Linked DNA regions of Rattus norvegicus: region 1 is linked to region 2. Evidence: chromatin contacts called from public Hi-C data. All regions are on one chromosome and are shown on one strand. Each heading gives the region's core, a stretch centred on a gene start, on an enhancer-like site or on the middle of the called end of the contact. The rest is flanking DNA. Distances are from core to core; before and after follow the strand shown. Region 1 holds the start of Ccdc86 (coiled-coil domain containing 86). Region 2 overlaps Zp1 (zona pellucida glycoprotein 1).

The links. Hi-C and Micro-C count contacts between places; a contact is called where the count stands out from the background.
Region 1: a Hi-C map of liver shows a contact between it and region 2, with 2.4 times the contacts expected there. The contact joins the promoter of Ccdc86 here to the enhancer-like site in region 2. A contact is called at or near these places in 8 of 12 Hi-C or Micro-C datasets (the Rat2 cell line, Schwann cells, hepatocytes and 3 more) and 1 of 1 datasets of contacts at active chromatin or transcription factors (oligodendrocytes).

The regions. Positions count from the first base shown.
Region 1 is chr1:217,018,180-217,024,998 of GRCr8, reverse strand. Ccdc86 (coiled-coil domain containing 86) reads left to right here and starts at 3,560. Exons shown (of 4, transcript NM_001006974.3): 1 at 3,560-4,280. The coding sequence starts at 3,580.
Region 2 is chr1:216,982,858-216,989,670 of GRCr8, reverse strand. Zp1 (zona pellucida glycoprotein 1) reads left to right here. Exons shown (of 12, transcript NM_053509.1): 5 at 59-246; 6 at 405-502; 7 at 1,330-1,457; 8 at 1,549-1,738; 9 at 1,836-1,980; 10 at 3,244-3,325; 11 at 3,422-3,529; 12 at 3,727-3,903. The coding sequence ends at 3,845. Among named protein-coding and RNA genes, the nearest start is that of Zp1, 5.9 kb to the left of the region's middle. Within about 2 kb of position 5,435, at least 2 of the 93 cell types and tissues checked have an H3K27ac peak or open chromatin away from gene starts, as enhancers often do. A contact at or near this core is called in liver, where this site is marked.

The DNA of each region.
Region 1 (6,819 bases), core at 2,311-4,810, 37 kb before region 2:
TCCCTGTGCTCTGTGGAACAACTCATGGCATACACCTGAAAATAGCTATGCACACTTGCCAAACAGGAGGTGGATCAAGGGTTACATCAGAGGAGCTAGACCCCAAAACAACTCAACAGAGGTCCTGTACTAGCCAGGCATGGTGGCTCCCATCTGTAGCACGCACTCAGGAGGAGGATGAGATAGGCAGATTGCCATGAGCTAATCAAGATGGTTTCAGGCAGGGAGGAGAAGAAAGTCGTGAAAATAGGGACGAGGAGAAAGGAAAGGTAAGGGAAGGGGAGGGGAGGAAAATTTACAGTATCTAAAATAACACCAAGAGACAGCTGGAGCTCCAGTGGACATTTCCCACTGGAGACCTACATGGCGGCTTACTGCCAGGAAGAGTATGGGGGAGCTGGTCATACCACTGGGAACTGTGGAGTAGAAAGATAATGAACCCATAGTGCCGAGGGCAGTTGGTTCTGGGGGAGGGAGAAGGAGGCCTTTGGAGAACTGGGGGACAGTTGGAGAGATTTCAGCCTGACTGAAAGAGGATTCTAGAAAAGCTATAGGAAACCTGTCTTTGAATATGTAAGCAACTGTGAGTAGCAGAGAGGAGCCAGCTGCCGGGTATGTGCTGTGCAGCTCTGTTTACTCTGCACAACCCTGGGAGGCAGTTGTGCTGTTCTTGTGACTATTTTTATTAATAAAGAAACTGAAGCACAGGGAGGCTTGGGTACTCATAAAGATCACGTAGCAATTAAGTAGAGGTGGGAGCCTGGCCAGTCTGACTCCAAAGCCTCAGTTTTTCATAGTAAATCTCCCTGTTCCCAGAAGATAACCAAGACACAGAAAGGATAAAGCAGTTGTCCAAAGCCAGGCAGAGAGTGACACTGTGAGCCAGGATTAGTCACAGAGAGGGAAGGTTTAGTTGCCTGGCAACGGCCCCTCCTGCAGACATTTCTGTCCCTAACTGCTCCTGGTCTGTGCACTGGAGGGGTTGAGTGTCACACATGCCATGAGGTGCTGACAGGGCAAGACCTGGTTTATTTATGTAACCTAAGATCTGCTGACTGAAGGAAACCAGTGCCTACAAATGGACCCATGATATGGATCAGATATTCTCCTAGACTTCAATCATTCATCCTACCAGGGCAGCACGGTTGAGTTTTGAAATCCCCAGCATTAAGTAAACACTTGTTGCCTACAAGGGGTCTCCTGGAGTTCTTTAGTCCCCTGGAATACCAAACCAGGAGGATGATTGTCTATCCTAGAACAATAGTCTGCACTAACAGATGCACACATAGAGGTGCACAGATACACACAGATGGGCACATGCAATTTATACAAGCAAGAGCATAGTGATTTGCAAGCTTGAGTCAAGAGACAAGGACAGTCAGTCTGGTACTCTCTCACTTTGCCCTGGCAGAGGTAAATGGCCACAGGTAAGAGAGAGAGAGAGAGAGAGAGAGAGATTGAAAGACAAGCCCAGACATTCAAACACAAAGAAAGAGACAGACCTTTATTAGTCCTCCCACTCCAACCCCACCCCCATCTCACTGTTCTGCCAGGAGAGTCAAGGTTCTGGAGATCTTTTGATAGCTAACAAGAGCCAACACTTAAAATGAGGATTTATATGCAAATAATGTTTACAAAGTGCCCCCCCCCCAGAAGCAACAATGGGTGAATGGGAAAGTGAGCCAGGGAAAAGCCTGAGGGCACATGAATTACCAGATTACCTTCACAAGAACCTGGGGCTAAACCCTGCTGAGGTCTCTTGAGGGGTGGGGGAGCCCCTTCTTATCCTACTACTAGATGGAACTGAGGAAGAAAGCTACCTACTCTGAAAATTTCAGGAGTCTTCCCTGACCGGTGCATACAGTGATAAACCAGGCTGGGCTCAAGTGGAACCTTGCACAGATGTTAAAGGCACATCCAACGTCTTCTGTCCAAAATCAATCTCTCCTACACACACACACACACACACACACACACACACACACACACACACACACATACACACACACACTCTCACGCTCCATCCCTGGAAGAGACACAAAATTAGACCTGAATTATTTAAGTAGACCCAGGATGTGCTCTAATCAATATTTGCAAGTGACCAGATAGAGGCAAGAGACAGGAAGGGGGTTGGGGGTCTGAGGCAGCCTGGAGAAAACCACAACTCCCTGCAGCTCCCCTTAAATCAGGGACATGAGGGCTCTGAGCCATTACTGGGGAGGCAGGAGCTGACATATAATTACAACACCAGGGTGCAATTGTTCTTAGTGACATGGAGAAGCTGTGCTATTCCCTAACCCTAAGGGTGGACTCAGGTTAACTCCATCAGTATGCATCTGAGACCATGTGTGCAGTGCCTAGGGGGTGTGTCCAAGAATTGGGCATCCACTTTCTACCCTGCAGAAACTTTTCTCTGGCTCTACATCTTCCTTGCCTCCTCCTGGGTCAGCATGTAACCATCCTGGCAGAAATGAAGGTATTCTAAAGAGACACTTTTGCCTATCAGACAATCAAACAAACAGTGGACTCCAAAGAAATGGGAATTTTCTCAGAATTCTCATGCTGGGAGAAGAAAAAAGGGTACCAGCCAGAGGGGAGACAAAAACGGGTACCAGCCAGAGGGGAAATTTGTCCCCTGGAAAGAGCTTGTCAGACCACCTACAGGATGAGACTAAAACCCAGATAATGGTGGGGCAATGGTGGACAGAGTCATACCTTGATAAGGACTACTTAAATGTATTTATCCTTGGCCCTCTATCTAAACTTTCTATCTAACTTTAGAACCCTGAGGTCGAATTTGGGTGATTCACAGAATCTCTTTGCCTCTCTTCCCAGTATGGCCATTTGAATAATTCTTTTTCTAAAGCTTTCCAATTTTAATTTGGCTCTTTCCGGTGGTTTGTTGACGATGGGGTAGCCAGACCTGACTTCGGGCACACGCTGTGACCCCCCAACATTGACAACAAAGCAGTCAGGGTTTTCTGGGCCTCAGACCTGACACTTCGCTGATTGAAACTGTTGAAGCATATCTGGGCACAGTAGTAAAAGAGATGGTAAGGGTGAGAACGTTTAAGAAAACTCAAAAATTGAAGATTTCCCACTCATGCAGACCCCCAGGGCCTCCTCCTTTGTTACACTGCGCAAAGCTACTATTACAAAAGATAAAACAAAAGAAAACGTGACGTATGCGGGCCCAGCTGTTCCAGAGTAAATTAACACGCTCAGCTCTGCCTACAAACTCCCTCCGCCTTTTTGCCAACCTCTTCTCTCAGGGAAAAAAGAAAAGGTATACCCCACTCCAACCCCGCTTCTCTTGCACCTAGAACTCGCGGTTTACAAAAACAAAAACGACCAAAAAAAAAAAAAAAAAAAAAAAAAAAAACCGCATCGCGGAAACCCAGCAACCAGACACAACACGCATGCGTCTACTAAGCCCAGCCCCCGGGACAAACATCCCCTGCTTTTCCACGCATCACTCTACCGCCAGTGCGCACTTCCTGCCCGGTACGGAAATAGACGAGTCTGACGTCATATGAAGGCGCCGACGATTCTGAAGGCTACGGAGACTACACGTGAGCCATGGGTACGCCGCTGAGGCGCAGCCGGCGGCTGGAAGGCCTAAACCCTCTGTCTCTGGAGAACCTTCCTGACCCCGAAGTCTCTCGGGCCAAACGGGCTCTTGTAGATTTCAAGTCGAACCCAGAAGAAACAAGAGAGCTCGAGTCTCCGAGAGTTCCGCCACTGGACCTTGTGTCTCCCCAACCTCAGCCGGAGACTAGCCCCGAATCACCCTGTCCTAAACAGGATGCAGGCTTTGGGTCCCCACAAAGGCAACCAGAGCCTCACCCTGGGTCCCTTCAACTTCATCAAGATCTGGGCCTGGATTCACCTGCAGGACAGACAGAGTCGAATCCGGAATCCCCGCAACGAGAGCAGTCATCCAAATTATCTCCCACACAGGACTCTGAGGTAGCCCACGCTAAGGAGGAGGTGATCCCAAGATCTCCCGAGCCTTGCCCGGGTCAGCAAGCACCGGGTCCCGAGCCCTCCCAGCCAGCACAGGAGCTGGCATTCCAGGCACCTAGCTCCCCAGAGCGCCAGCTGGAGCCAAGCAAGCTACCTCCGGCTGGAGAGTCAGTGACCGGAAGTCTCGACCTAAAGAAGCGAGTTATAGCTTCTCCCCAGGCCCCAGCGTCCAAGAAACTGAAGGAGGAGCTTCCTGTAATTCCGAAGGGGAAGCCCAAATCCGGGCGTGTGTGGAAAGACCGCTCCAAGAAGAGGTAAAGTGAGGACAGCATGGGCGATGTGTTGGGTTCTCCGTGCATTTGGACCTTGCCTTCGCCTGAATGAAATCCCAGACTTGAAAGAGCTCACCCGAGTAAAATTAACAAACAGGATCATGTCAAAATGCCTAAGGGAGATCCTCAGTGGTCTTGAGGTGTTCTTTTGAACTTCCTTTCCTTCCCTTTTTTTATTGCGAGGCAGGGTCTCACTGTGTGACAATGGCTGTCCTGAAATTCACAGAGATATGCTTGCTTCTGCCTTCCTAGTGCTGGGTTTGAAGGCATGTGCCACCTTGTCTGCCACATCTAGTGAGGGAAGCAGAGCAAGAAAGGCAGCCATTATAGTGAGATCCTTTTTACTGTAAAATATCATCACTGGTTCTGTGTCACTTCCTTAGGGATGGCCAGAGAGTGAGTCTTTCATAGCCAGCCACACATGTAATCACATTTAATCTTTCCCCTTTGGAGCAGGTGTTACTAGTATTAATATTGTACATCTGAAGAAAACAAGGCTCACGGAGGCTAATTGAGACACGGGATGGGAGCATAGATTTGACCGCAAAGCGAGTGAGCGGAACCCATTAACCTGCTTCTGTTGACCAGCTTCACTTGGGTTGCAGCCTTCTTAAGACATGGGGTCTTCCTTGTCCTTTCAGTGCTGGGGCATGGTAATGCTGAGTTTATATTTTTCAGTAAAGGAATGAGGAGGCTTATATGAAGGGCATTGTTTAGGCAGCAGGGAAAGAGAAGTGGGTTCAGTTGAAATTTCAGCTCTGGAGAAGAAGTAGGGTTGAAGTATCAGCTACTGGCCAAAGACAAGAATTCGTAAGAGAACAGGGCATCAGAGATTTTAAGAGGATGACATTGACGGATGATGGACTGTGCCAGGCTTTGTGCAGGCACTTTACAGATGTCATTTTGTTACTCTTAAAGCCTAAGCTCTGGGTATAACCCCTCCCCCAAGCATACTCCATTAAACTTAAGAAAGTTAAGCTTAAAGAGAAAGGCACCAATCAGAAAAACTTTGAAGCTGCTCCCAGCAAGTCACAGTAGCCAGGCCACTGATGGCCACAGGCAACCTGTTACCCTTCTATACTGTTATGTACACACAGGGGGGTGCCGTGGCTGAGAGGCTTCCTTGCCCAGGGTCTCATAGGAAGTAAATAATGGTCTCAGGACCAGACATCCAGGCCTGTTTTCCATCTCCAATAACTAGTGCTGAACATCGACTCTGCCTCAGTGCTGTAGCCACTTGCTACATTTACATTCACTATTAAATGAAATAATCTATGAGTCTTCTTAACACAAACTACAAATCAAGCGCTACAGCAGCCTATACGTAGTGATTCCCTTTCAGGAAGGGGCGGGGATCATTTCCATGACGGAACATTGTTGTCACTGATGCTCTAACAAGATATAGTATTATGTCTAGTGGCTCTGGTTTCTCCAGGCTTCCATCATCCTGTCCTTCCAGGATTCTCAAATTCCGGTTTGTTAAGAGTGAAAGGAAGTCCACAAGGTACCCACTGCTCTGCTTTTTGGAAGCTGGGTCTTGAGAAAGCTTGGGGACTTAGCAGAGAGGAGAATGCTGGTGTCAGAAGCTAGCGATGCAGTGGGAGGGGACAGAACCAGACTGCCTGTGAGTAAACCTGGTGCCAAGTTCCACACTGTGTGCCAGACTCTAGGAAGGGAGCAGACACTCAGAAATGCAGCATTGACCTTTGTCTGGTCAGCCACAGACATGCACCAAGGCCTTCAGAGACAGGGTTCCTCAAGATATCCTCTAACAGGCAAGTAAATAGGAACTCCTACACGAGTCAAGGTTGGAGTGTGGGAGGCAGAAGGGCCACTGTGAAAGGATCTGCTGAGGAGCCTTAGAGTTCTGGGGATAAGAGAGGGTTGGGGGGAGAACAGGCCCATGGGACACCCAGCAGACTGAGCAGGTAGTGGGGGAGAGATGTGAGGGCTTGTCTTCATTTTATTTTTACTTTTTATCACAGAAAAGGAAAGAGCTGAGTTTTATGAGTCCTATCACCAGTTTCAACAGTTTTCAGCATTTCCTGGCCCAGCTTTATCTTCTGTTCCTTGTCCCTGCACTTAACCCCTCCTAAAATGTTTTAGCATACCCTAGAGTGTTCTTACAGATGTCATCTCCATTCTTCTATGACTGTAAGAGCATTTGACTCTCCAGAAAAGCCAGACTTATCAGAAACCCCCAAATCCCACTTCTCCACCTTCACATCCCCCAAACTGAAGAATAATCTGAATTTTTTACAGAAAGGCTTTGTTTTTGCTGTTTGGAGGTAAAGTCACACCCCTCTAGGGAATGAGCACCTCATCTCCAGAGGCATTCACTCACAAGTTACCCTGTTTGGTAGCAGCAAAACTGCACAGCTGAAGCTGTATGAGTACAGAAAGCTTCAAGTCCCAAACTACACTCAGGAATGAGAGGACTCTTGAGTCTTGGAATGGAAATAGGCCTACATGCTTAGTAGCCCATTCCTTCCTAAGCTTCTGTAGAAAGCTGAATGCCAGG
Region 2 (6,813 bases), core at 4,186-6,685:
GAGCTGGAGAGACAATCCCAAAGTCCTGATCTACCTCTTGGATCTGCCTTTGTCCTAGTCACTCTCCAGTGTTTCAGAAGTGGCTACTTTACCTTGGTCATGTCGCAAGAAACAGCCTTGACACACGGGGTCATGCTGGACAATGTCCACCTAGCCTATGCCCCCAACGGATGCCCCCCTACCCAGAAGACAAGTGCTTTTGTGGTTTTCCATGTCCCTCTCACCCTCTGTGGAACAGCAATCCAGGTAGGAGTGGACCTTAGGCTGGAGGGTGAGCCCCACTTCCTGAGGGGCATCACTGGCCCCCTCCATCCTCTGTCGCATCATGGACCCAGGTAGGGGTGAGATGCACGTTGGAAGTGAGTTCCACCGCTGGGGAGCCTCACTCACTACCTCTTCCTCAGGTGGTTGGTAAGCAGCTCGTCTATGAGAACCAGCTGGTGTCTAACATAGAGGTCCAAACGGGACCGCAGGGTTCCATCACTCGGGATGGTGTCTTCCGGTGAGAGGTAGCTGGGTTACAGACCTGGGTGTAGGGTGTGAGAGCATAGGATGTGAGACTAGTGTCAGGGTCCAAGTGTCTTTTGCTTTAGCACAAAGTACTATGGCCCGGAGGTAGGGGACACAATTCTTTAGCACACTTTAAGCTTTTGGACTTAAGTGCTTGAGGCAGCCAGTTTCAGCATGGCATCAAGGACTTTGGGGGAGGGGAATCAGGGAAATACAGGGGGACAGACAGCGTCTGTTGAGATTAGGCTAAAAGGAGCAAAGACAATGGAGTGAGGCCTTCAAGGCTGGTGCTATTACCACAGCTGTATAGCACACCATCAGCGGGCATTGGGCATGGGACCCTGGAGGCACGGATCGGTGACCCCATGGCACTCAGGCTACAAAAGGAGACACTGTTAGGCTAGTTGTAAGGACAAGCAAGGCCCTGAGATACAGTCCTGTGGTCTCCACAATCCTCACTAGAGCCTCTCAATGGGGCAAAAGAATAAATGAGGCTTAGGCATATTAAAGGCTTTTTCATGGCTCCACAATCCAGGGGTCTCCCCACCACACTTCAGAGACCTCAAGTGCCAGGACACAGCCCTGTTGTCTTGATACTGTGGTACCTGGCACCTAGAGTAGGGCCTAGGGTAGCCAATTCAAGCTGTCCTGGGCAGACTAGGTGGGCAAAGGCAGAAAAGGGTGAACAATGAGGTCACGGGCCCTCTGCACCCTGTGGAGGAAGCTGTCTGCTGCAGCCATTGTTGGGATGTTGGTGATTAAGTAAACAGGTTGCTCTGACTTATGGTCTCCCCCAACCTCTCGTTCTTGAACTTTTAGGCTTCATGTTCGCTGTATCTTCAATGCTAGTGATTTCCTGCCCATCCGGGCATCTATCTTCTCACCACAACCACCTGCCCCTGTGACCCGGTCTGGACCCCTGAGGCTGGAGCTGAGGATTGCCACGGGTACAGTCCCCACCCCACCTGCTACTTTCCCTTCCTGCCTCTAATGCCTTGGTACAGTCTGTCCTAGGTTCACAAGCCCCTCTCTCTGCAGATAAGACTTTCAGCTCCTACTACCAGGGGAGTGACTATCCCCTTGTGAGACTGCTCCAGGAACCAGTTTACATAGAGGTCCGTCTCCTGCAGAGAACTGATCCTGGTCTGGCTCTCATGCTTCATCAGTGCTGGGCCACACCCTCTGCCAGCCCCTTTGAGCAGCCCCAATGGCCCATTCTGTCAGATGGGTGAGTGGTAGCAGATGACTAAGCTGCACCCCGGAGGGTGGGGGGTTCTGCCTGCCACAGCTCCTCAAAGAGGCTTTTGGACTTCTCTTCAATCCAGGTGTCCTTTCAAGGGTGACAACTACAGAACACAAATGGTGGCTGCAGACAGGGCAACGCTGCCCTTCTGGTCTCACTATCAGCGCTTCACCATTGCCACCTTCACTCTCCTTGACTCCAGCTCCCAGAATGCCCTTCGGGGACAGGTTGGTTAGGAAGACCTTTTCTGTTTCTCATGTCCCATGCTACCTGCTGAGTGATAGCTAGCTGGTCACCACATCCTTCCCACACCCTACAAGCTAATGCTGAGATCCCAGCTGTTTCAAGTGTTGGGGAAAATGAGGTCTTCAGAACGCTGACCCACACACAATTTGGGATGGGAAGAGGTAGCTGACACCATGGCTCAGAAGGTAAAGGTAATTACTGCCGAGCCTGCTGACCTAAGTTCAATCCCTGAGTGGAGTCACATTGTGACAGAGAGAACTGGCTCCCAGGATCTGTCTCTGGCCCTCACGTGTGTGCTGTGGCATGCACGTTCCTCTACATACACACAGATGCGAAACATCGGAAAGATAGAAGGAAACACTGACTGTGGCTACAATCAACATGAAATCTCAGCACCAGCTCTGGTGTTTGTTCTTGTGTGGTCTCACATCTGATTCTAGAAATGATAACGTGTGCCTTGGTTTTCTGCTTTGGTTTTTAGCATAATAGCAGCGTCGCCAGAAGATAAAAATGGATGTACTTAGAGTCTTTAAACCTTAAGCTTTTCTGTATGGTGTACACATAGCACCACAGGAAACATGCTAGTATGGTCCAACCCGTGATAGATAGTACAACATGTTCACAGATCTCTCATGTTCTATCCCTGCCCTTAACTAATCAGATGTGGCTGGTCCCACTGGTAGGCAACGCCGAGGGTGGCATCGCTACGTTGCTTGTGTGCTGCTTCCCAAGCCAAGAGGCTCTGTCCTTCATGGTTACATGAAGGTGACCATGGCAGACTGACGCTGCTTCTGGTCCCCTCCCCTGAGCTGTTTCTGGAAGCAGGGGTGCCTTGTCTTCTCTGCCTCCAGGTATTGTCTGCAGGAGTAAAGAGAGGACAGCAGACATGTTGGCTGGCACTGTGGCCAAACCTTACCTCTTCTCTGTTAGCTGCTCCTGGGGGCAGAAGGCAAAGGATGGGACAGAGGACTGTAGCTCTCTTGAGTGCCACAGTGCCTGCCTGTAGGGAGTGTCTTCTGCTACAGGTTTTGGGGCTCAGGAAGCAGAAGGGCTGAACTCCAAATTGAGAACACCACAGTTTCCATCCCCACCAGTGTAGGGTAGCTGTGGTCATAGTCTCTGCTCACCCATCTCTCTCCCTGCACTAACACAGCCCTGCACCTGAATCTTTCAACCCTGCCTCTGTGCTTCCAGCCTAGCTGTACAAACCTAGGCCACCCCTTGACTCTGTTTCCTTCTACCAGGTCTATTTCTTCTGTAGTGCCTCTGCCTGCCACCCTGTGGGGTCCGAGACGTGCTCTACCACATGTGATTCTGAGATAGCAAGTGAGTCTGGGGGTATTTGGGTTTTTTGATGCACTTTTGCACCCGTAGCTGCCTCTCAGTAGAGGTTGGAGGCCAGACAGCTTTTCTCCTGGGCAGGGCATCGACGATCCTCTGGTCACCACAATAGCACTATCCGGGCCCTGGACATTGTGAGCTCTCCAGGAGCAGTGGGCTTTGAGGATGCTCCTAAACTGGAGCCTTCAGGTACCAGGGTTTGGGGTGCCCCTGAGGGTCACGGCCCTCTCTATAAAAATGCTGATGAAACAGGGAAGCTCTGGTCGTGTGTAAGGAAGGCAGAGGTGTGGTGTAATCTCCACTAAATGAGGAACTAAGTAAAAATTGCCCAGCCCCTATCTACAGACAGACTGCTCCAGGCAACCCTCCCCCTGCTTCTCTGACAGGTTCCACCAGGAACTCCGGTTCAAGACCCTTACTCTGGGTGCTCCAACTGCTGGCCCTCACCCTAGTCCTGGGGGATGGTGTCTTGGTGGGTCTGAGCTGGGCCTGGGCCTGGGCCTAGAAGTTCTGGGAAGGCACCGGAAATTAAATGGGCTCAATAAACCATTGTTTGAAAACTGAAAGCTGATGTGGGGAAGTTATTTACAAACCTGATGTATGTCTTTTCCAAGAGTGTAGGGTGTTTGAGGAGGAACAGGGTCTTCTCACTCTACAGCTAAGACTGGTTTTGAACCCAGTGATTCTTCTGCCTCAGCGTGCTGGGATTACAGGGGTGAACCACATGAGAAACTTGTTCCTGGGAGTCAGTAGTGTCCTTTCAGAATCGTGACCCCTATTATACAGTCATGTTATATTTCACCATTTATGGCAGCTTCTCTGTTAAATTACCACAGAGGTGAGATGTTCCTGTCACTCATGATGTCACAGCCACCATAACAGTGAGATGCAGTGCCACAGATATGTATAAGCTTGTGCCGAGTGTATATACTAGTAGAGCATGTATGTGCAAGCATACACACAGTACAGAATACTTGACTACATCAAAGGACTGAAAACTGACTTACATATTCCCTGTACTGCCTTTTTAACCACTATTTTAATCTTTTAACTTTTTTTTAACTTGTACATGTAGAGGTCAGAGGACAACTTTGTGGAGTCATTTCTCTCCTTCCCCCTTGACACGGGTTCTGGGATTTGAACTTGGGACACTTGCAGAGCAAGTGTCTTTATGTGAGGAAGTCACCTCATGACCTCTGCCACTAATTTATAGTTGTAACTCCTGCTCGAAACAACTAAAACCGGACATTCATGCCAGTAGGTTACTTGTGTGTAGCTTTCCAGTCTCAGGTTTACCACATTCCTGACTGGATCAATAGGCTACAGGAAAACTGAGCATGGTGGCCCCTGCCTTTAATCCCAGCAGGGGCAGAGCAGGCAGATCTGAGTTTGAGGTCAACATGGTCTACTTCTGACTTTCTGTACAGCCAAGGTCATAAGACCGTCCCAAAAAACTAAAGACTACGTGGAACAATTGACAAAACGTTTTGTTCCTAGGGGAGAGGTGAACATGTGTGGGAGTCAGAAGACACACTATGGGGTCAGTTCTCTCCTTTTACCTTTAAATGAGCACAAGAGATGGAACTCAAGTTGTCGGGTTTTTTTTTTTTTTTCTTTTGTGGGCTGAATCCCACTAACCCACACAATGAAATCTAATGCCATCCTCAAAGCAACTTAACATATGCCACAGCCTGGCATTTCTCTTTCCCAGGGCAGGGTATGGAGAGAATGCCACTAGGCAAGGGAAGGTGGTCATTCAGGCACAAGAGCAAAAGCAGAGATGTAGGAGGGAACATTTAAAACCTGGCAGTCAGCAAATAGCAGCTGGGAGCTGATGGCCTAGCAGGAACTTATCTAGATGTGGGTGTCCTCAGAGCACCCGCAAAGCTGCCTTCCCGACCGGAGGAAGTCAGAAGTCCCACGGACAGCAGAATCATCAAGCCTGAACTAACTCCCCAGTCCCACTGCATCCACCAAAGGATACGGGATGTACACAGCTGACTCCCAGCCTCCCAAAGCCAACCTATGCAGAGCCTACTGGCAGCACAGGGTAGCAACAGGCTGGCCTTGATCTTTCCTGCCACTTAGGAATAGCCATCATCCCATAGGTCAGGGCCAGGCTATGTTCTCATCAATCAATAGCATACTGATTGATGTAGGCTGGGAGGGAAGCCAGTTCAGCAAGGGATACAAGAAGAATCTGGAGAAGCTAGAGAAATCTCTGGGCCTCTGGCAGGATATGAGCTTAGCTGCCACAAAGGCAACAAGCCAGCAACCCTCGTTTGACACAAGGTCCCTTCTCCACCCTAGTTTAGGCTTATTCCACCTTTCCAGGATAAACATGGGCCTCCAATACCTGACTCAGGGCACCTTTGCTTCTCCCTGGGCCTTGTGGCAGTTGTTGCACTTCCCTGAGTCTGTTTTATCTTGTTAATGAGACTAGTGTCTAATCCACAGGAATACCAATGCAAACCAGTTGATAAAGAGACCTAGAATCATGTGATACCAGCCAGCACTTTGCGGATATTAGCCACTGACTGGAATTTCTCTTCTTCATACTCCAAGCTATTGCTTACTTAGTTTTTTGTTTTTGTTGTTTTTAGTTTTGTTTGGGTTTGAGGTCAAATCCACAACCAAGACCCGGCACTGGGAAAACTCCATTTTTTTTTTTTTCTTTTCTAGAAGAGGCAGCACACCACCAGGAGCGCACCAGCCAGGGCTGGAGACCAGATACTGGCCATAAAGCAAACGTCCCTTCTTTTTTTTTTTTTTAAGTTTTTTTTTAAAGATTTATTTATTCATTTATTATATATGAGTACACTGTAGCTGTCTTCAGATACACCAGAAGAGGGCATCGGATCTCTTTACAGATGGTTGTGAGCCACCATGTGGTTGCTGGGAATTGAACTCAGGACCTCTGTAAGAGCAGTCGGGTGCTCTTAACCACTGAGCCATCTCTCCAGCCCGCAAACGTCCCTTCTTGAGGCTGCCTCCCAGCTGTGACTAGTGACATCATGGCGCAGGCCAGTGTAGGATATATTCATGGCAGGAGAATCAGCATGGCTGGGAGAGAAAGCTGATTCCATCAACTTCTCCTGCCGAGCTGGAGTAGGATTGGCGTCCACACCGTTTAAACAAGAGCATTACTCACCCAACGGGTGCCAGAGGAGTCCCTTCCAAGCTAAAAACAGAACAGTAAATGCTTGAACCATTCTTTTGTTTTGTTTCCTACTTACCACTGTGTATACACACTGGAGGATAAGGCATGGCATGGCGTATACATGGAGGCCAGAGAGTAACGGTCCAGTCAGTTCTCTCCTACCTCTATATGGATTCTGGGGATCAAATCCAGATTGTCTGCCTTACAGACCCAGCACCTGACCCACTGAACCATCTTGCTGACCCCTTATGTTTTTTATTTTTTGAGAAAATTGAATTTTCCTCTTCCCTTTCCTCTCCCCATATAAACCCTT